Linked DNA regions of Sus scrofa: region 1 is linked to region 2. A link is a contact called in public HiChIP or PLAC-seq data. All regions are on one chromosome and are shown on one strand. The core of a region is the stretch at or near the end of the contact, and the rest is flanking DNA. Distances in the headings are between cores, read along the strand shown. Region 1 overlaps SND1 (staphylococcal nuclease domain-containing protein 1). Region 2 overlaps SND1 (staphylococcal nuclease domain-containing protein 1).

Region 1 (3,298 bases), core at 312-2,811, 250 kb before region 2:
TTCCATATTAGAGGCTTTCCTCAGATAGCTGCTGATGCCTTGGTTGTCTCTCTCAAAGAATAAGGTCTGGTCCACACTGGTTTAGAAGCAGTGAAGTCCTCGGTATGGGATTTAGGGTGTACATCCTGAAATCCAGGGACTTCTTCCATGATTTTTATACCAGTCCTATTTTGGGGCCTTATTTTCACCCCCTCTTATCCCCTCTCGAGAGTCCTGATTTGATAGTTTCTTAGTCTTGGTGGGTGGGGCCAGCCTGCCTGTAAGTCAGACCGGCTGTTTTGTTTTCTCACCACTAGCTCAGATTTAGCTTTTGTGGGTCTGTGGAGTCAGTTACCACTCATCCTTCTGCTTTCCAGCCTGCAAAGTTTTGTTGCTATATTCTCCTCTCCCGTTATCTTTGTCCTTTTGGGCTCTTGGCAACTCCCCCCCAACCCCCCACCCACGGCCAAAACAAATCCAAAACCATCTCCCCAAGCCCTTTGTTTTTGTGTAGAGGTAGGGTAACAAAGTACATATTTGAACTTGCTTTATGTTCATAATGTTCTCTTGTAAGCCTGCATCATAATTTTCTTAACTAAACCCCGATAGGTCATTAATCATGTCGTTTGATCATTTGTCCATCATTTAGAAGATGGAATAATCTCCCTGTAAATGGCACTCTTTTCCTTAGGAATATTCTGGAGCACATTTGCTCCTCAGGAATGTTAAGTTCATTTTCTAACATGTCGTAGAGCAGCCCTTGACCAGCTTTTTCTTAAAGGGCAATGTAGTAAATATTTGGGGCTTTCTGGGCCCTGTAGACTCTTTGTGACTACTCAGTTCTGCTACTGGAGCAAGAAAACAGCTCTGGCGTGGCTGCGTTCCAGTAAAACTTTATTTATAAGAGTAGGCGGTGGGCCCTTGGCCACAGTTTTCAAACCCTGTTACAGAACACCGGATGTCAGCATTAAGGAAAAAATGTAAAAGGAAAAATGGCCTGTTTTTCTTTTCACAAGCTAGAACCCAGCTGCAGTTTGGTAGTCAGGTTGCCTGATTTAAAACTTTTGTTAATGCCAAACTACTTTTTCATGGAAACCTAAAAAGGTTAGTGCCCTGGGCCTTCCTGGACATGGTCTGACAGTTCACTTTTCTCTGAAGGATTCTGCTCTGAGGCTGGTGTGACTGTAAGGCCTGAACAAATAGTGGCTCTCTCTTTTCAGCGGTCACTCTGTCTCCTAGGAATTAATTGTACATTAATTAATTAGTCATAGCCCGAAAAGCCTGCAAATGATGACCTATGAACTCTTTAAGCAGAGGCCTCCTGGACCCCCTAGGTGACTTCTGGGACCGATGGCATGCTGTAGATTGGGGTGTTGGCCAAGAGTCTCACTTCCGAGAAATTTGAAACTCAGCAAAGTGTTCTCTTGATATGTGGGGCACCGAAAGACTGATTGCCTTTCTCTGCTTCAGCAGCTTCCCTTCCTAGGGAGGGAAATGCCAGGGAGGGCTCTCCTTGTCTCTCCGGGTTAGCAGAGAGCATGTTCACTTCACAGCGATTAGCTGAGCCTGCTTGAGACTTTTGTGCCTGTCGCGGCTTGCCAGTTTCCTGCCTGCGTTTCCTGTGGCGTTTTAGCTGATCTGTGCTGTTTGTAGCCATATGGTCCCCGGAGCACGTGGCTTGGCTCCCCGTCCCTGCTGCTGGATGCTTGGGCCTTGCAGACTTCAGAGACCCAGTGACACTTGGGGGTGGGGAGTAGGGGTGGAGTCTTCTCACTGCCCTGCCTGGTTGGAGGCCTCTCCCTCCGTTCTCTGTATGGATTGATTGCTTAAACCCTCAGAGCCCCGTTGCAAGAAGAATGACAAATGGTTCCTGTTCTCAAGGAGCTTACCCTCTAGGGCTTGTCTGGGAGATTACCCTAAGTAGTTATCTCTGTGGTATTTGTTGTTCAGGTTCTGTTTTGGAGCTCAGGTTATAAACTACCCGTGGATACAGCGGATCCTAGTACTTAACTTGGTTTGGTTTGGCCCTGATTATTTTTCGCCATGCAAAAATGTCAGAGCTTTGAATGGAGTTCATTGTCATGTCTCTCCAAGATGGATTTTAAGCAAGGATACTGCTTAATATTTTTGGCTAGACTTTTAGATTCCCATTTGGTAATATGGAGAGAACAAAAACCACCAGCTACTTCCTTGACCTTTTGTCCTTCGGCTTTCGGATGAAAAGGAAGTTCTGGGGTGGTCTGTCTGGGGAGGTGACCCCTCCTACACCAAACAGAGGTCAGGACTTGGTTTTGTAGCTTAAGTTAGCAAGCTCAATTGCTGATAAGAAAATGGTTGAATTAGAACAGCTTTGTAAAAAACATTTACCTAGCTTTTGAAATGGACTTGATTTTTTGAAACAGTAGGTTTACAGAAAAATGGGTAGACCAGCATCCCCACATTATTCCCCCCCCCCCAGCTTCCCGTTATTATCTGACATGATTGTGGCACATTGATTATAAGAAGTATACCAGTATTGATATGTTATTGTCAACTAAAGTCTATACTTTAGTCAGATTTCCTTAGTTTTTGTCTAATGGCCCTTTTCTGTTCAGAATTCTCATCCTCAATAGCATGCTAAATTTAGTTGTCATATCTTGTTAGGCGCCTCTTGGATTTGGTGGTTTCTCAGGCTTTCTTTGTTTTTGATGACCTTGACAGTGGTGAGGGACCGGGTCGGCTATTCTGTGGGCTGCCCCTCTTTGAGAATTTGATGCTTGGTTTCCTCTTAAGTACCTATTACAGTGTCCAGGTTGCTTTGCTGGTACTTAGGTGCCCAGAGGTATTCGCAGCAGGAAATTGCGCTTCATATTGTGGGAGGACACAGGGTGGCAGCTGCCCTTTTCTAGAGGGTTGGGGAAGGGATCTATGCAGTGAGCTCAGGCCGACACGTAACAGGGTGGGGTACTGCTTGTCTCCCCCCCCCCCGCCCCGCTTTGGTGTCCCTTCTCTAGTGTTCCCAGGATTAGCTCGGGAGAATAGACCTGGCCTATAGCCTTGGGGAGCAGGAGAGGTCCTGAGAAGTCCTGGGTCCAGAGAGTAGGAAGGCTGTTTGCTGTCCCATGTCCAGTGGCCCCAGCAAGGACGCTTGCAGGTGGTCCCTAGAGGCCCGTCTGGGCTGGTGTCCTTTTTGCTCTCTCTGGTACTGAGAGCTTGGGCAGCTTTGCAAGAACTGGTAATTGTACCTGGGGCTCTAGGTCAGGAGGCCATTGCAGGCTCTTTTTGCTGGTTTCATACCTACCGTGGGGTTTTAAGAAGCTGAGTGGCAGCAGCTTCGCGT
Region 2 (3,003 bases), core at 224-2,723:
GCAAGGCACTTGGCGCTTGGCCCTGAAAAGTGACTGCTTGTCTACAAAGTGCATTGTCTTAGCGTTGGGTAGACAGGGCGGGTGCTGCTGCCTGCCGCCTCCTCTGCTTTGGCTGAAGACGCTGCATCCCACATCCTCACGTGGGGCTGCACTGCCTCACACAAGACTGCGCGCGTTTCAGATGAGACCTGAGGGCCCGATTTCCTGAAATGTGTTTTGCAGGACACCGGGCAGGACAGAGCTCCTGACATCTCTGGCCGTCACTCAGCTCATTTTCCTGAGTGTCTCCTCTGCCATCTCTCATCCTTTTTCTCCATCCTACTCCATGGTCCTTCTCCTCGGACACCGGTTCCTGTGGGTTCTCGTTCCTTTCTCCGAGTCGGGAGTCTGGGAGGGCTGTGCCAGGTCACTGGTCTGGTGTTCTGGTGGTGCTGCCAGCTTCAGGGCGAGAACAGTGAGCTAGACACCAGGTCATTAACCTGATTCTCTTTGTGACCTTGAAGGCCAAACCAGCCAAGCAACTCGCCGAGGACTTGAGCGGTTCTTCCCAGCCTCTTGCAGTTGGTACACAGCAGGCCTGGGCAGATCTGTCCCAGTGCACGTTTGTAAATAAAGCTTTATTGAGATACAGCCACACCCACCTCTTTAAGTACTGGCTCTGGCTCCTTTCATGTTACAGTAGCAGAGTTGAACAGTTGCATCAGGGTGTGTGGTCTGCAAAGCCTAAAATATTGACTATCTTTTTGTCTAAAATGTTTGCTGACCCCACTATACGGGTTTTGCCTAGTTGGTTTTAAATGGTATAGCCCTGAAAATGAGGTGGTTCTCGTGTCCCCCACCTTTGAAGCTGGGTGACTTCTAGACACCATGTGCTTGATGACACGCCCTTTGCCAGACGCCCCCTTGGCCTGCCTCATTTCAGGCAATTCCCTGCCACACTGCCAAGGACAGGAAGATCTGGTGTAATTTCCCAGATGGGGAATTGTGCCCGTGGCTAGCATCTTCCCAGAAGTAGTGGTGAGAGACAGACAGCATTAGATAACGGGCTTGAAAGTACAAACTCCAAGGTTTGCACACCCCAGTTACCTTTGGTTCTGGGAAAGCAGTTCCTTCCTGCCTGGGCATTCCTCTCTGAAACACTGAACCCGTGATCCCAAGCCATGTCTTCCTCTCGAAGCCCTTCCGGTGATGAAACCAGCCGTTTGGGATCTCTCCACACCTTCCTGTCGGAAGGCCAGCTAGCCAACACTCACTTGCTGACCCACGGTTTTTGGAGGGGGCGTGAGGTATTATGAATCAGATCAGTGCACTGTTCCGGGCTGTAGGCGGTGTGGTTGGGGGAGGGGAAGGAGCTTCTATGGAGGAACGGGGATCATTTCCAAGGCCCTCCTCAATGACCCCTTTGTCCTGAGAGCTGCGAAACTGCCCTTTGCCGCTGCCTGGAAAATGACGTCCTCGTGCTGGACAGCGAGCCGAAAACTCCGGCTGCTGCCCTGACCTATTTCCCTTCTTCCTGCTGGCCTCAAATGGGAGGATGTCCCCCCTGGGGAGCTCATTTTGCAGGCTGCAGTGGCCAGGACTCAGTCCCGGATTCCCTCCCTCCCTCCCTCCCACTACCCCTGCTTTTTTAAAAAACAAAAATGCATGAAAGCATCACAAGCAGCTGTTGCTGTTTGAAGAACAAGTATTTATGTTTCAGAGAAATACAGGCTCAGCGGTGAATACTGGTGTAAATTTAAGGGGGGGGGTTCCTCTGGGAAAGAATTCTTAAAGGAAGGGAAAGTGGTTCCCTCCCCTTTGTTTTAGCAGCAAGCGTGCCTCACCTTGTCTGAAAAAACTAAACCAGTCTAAGCGGTTCACTTGATCTAATTCTGTTTTTCCCCATGCCCTTTGTCTTTTCCCCAAAGCCCTGTGGCACACGCCCTCTGACCCTTCCCATGGCAGCTCTGCGGGCCCCTTCCCTGTCGAGACACGTTGGGGGAGGAACAGTAGCTGAGTTCTATCTCTGGATTAAAGCGGTGAGGACAGCCTCGAGGAAATCCACTGGGGTGGCGGACACCCACTGCTCTCCGCCTCTCTGTCGGTGCCACGGCCCCTGGGAACCCTTGCTGAGCTGGGAATAATAACCTGCTGGAGAAGCAAGCCGCTGTCCGGCCACGGTGCATTTATTTGCACAAAGATACCCTGTTCTAGATTATCTCTGCCGCTGCCCAGGACAGAGGGAAGGCGGTAGAGCCAGCGCTCCAACCAGCTCTCTTCTCCCGCGAGGTGTTGCGGCGCTTCGGGGGCTAAAGCTCCTCTCCCCTCCCCACACACTCCTGACAGGTCATCACCCACCCGTGGTCTTTCAATCTGTTTTCCATTTAAGGCTATTTTCTTTGAAGGGGGGGCTCAAGTAAAGACTTTCTGTCTTAATTGTGATAGAACTTTCATCTTATGTGTAGCATTTTCCAGTGTAAAAGCACTTTCATGTACAGTATTTTGTTTTAATCTCATGGCAAACCTCTAAGAAAAATACCATCCCTGGTTTTACAGTTCTGGAAACTAGGGTGCAGAGTAAACCACCTCTATTCACAAAGCTCGTTGTAGGACAGATAGCAGGACTCAAACGTCTGCGTTCCCCGTCTGGTGCTTTTTCCCCCAAAGCTTTGCCAGTTGTGCTATTAGAAGGTGGTCGTTCTTTTTAGCCATATTTTAGATCTCTCAACCCTTAAATGTCTGGGGCTAATGAATTCGTAAAAGGTCTTGCCGGAGATCCAACGCTGCCTGCGTGGTCAGGAGCCACTGAGTCTGCTTCTAGATGCTCTCGAGGCCACAGGGAGATCCTAGGCATTGCTGAGGCTGCGCCTGTCCTCGTCAAAGACCTTAGATCTTGTGATGGCCTGATTCCTGCCTCATCTGTTGCCTGGCCTTTGCGGCCCTTGCTTTTTATGTAATGATTCCTCTCTCAGCCTGTTTTGCTTCCTTTCAGTTTGATCATCCACATCGCCATTTCTCATCTTT

Evidence for each region. HiChIP or PLAC-seq counts read pairs in DNA pulled down with a chosen protein or histone mark.
Region 1: an H3K27ac HiChIP or PLAC-seq map of skeletal muscle shows a contact between it and region 2, with 6 times the contacts expected there. The contact joins two enhancer-like sites. A contact is called at or near these places in 1 of 47 Hi-C or Micro-C datasets (epiblast stem cells) and 1 of 2 datasets of contacts at active chromatin or transcription factors (skeletal muscle).

Annotation. Positions count from the first base shown.
Region 1 is chr18:20,598,049-20,601,346 of Sscrofa11.1, reverse strand. All of the region lies in intron 9 of SND1 (staphylococcal nuclease domain-containing protein 1), which reads left to right. Among named protein-coding and RNA genes, the nearest start is that of SND1, 54 kb to the left of the region's middle. Within about 2 kb of position 1,561, at least 38 of the 83 cell types and tissues checked have an H3K27ac peak or open chromatin away from gene starts, as enhancers often do. A contact at or near this core is called in skeletal muscle, where this site is marked.
Region 2 is chr18:20,350,926-20,353,928 of Sscrofa11.1, reverse strand. All of the region lies in intron 16 of SND1 (staphylococcal nuclease domain-containing protein 1), which reads left to right. Among named protein-coding and RNA genes, the nearest start is that of LRRC4, 33 kb to the right of the region's middle. Within about 2 kb of position 1,473, at least 13 of the 83 cell types and tissues checked have an H3K27ac peak or open chromatin away from gene starts, as enhancers often do. A contact at or near this core is called in skeletal muscle, where this site is marked.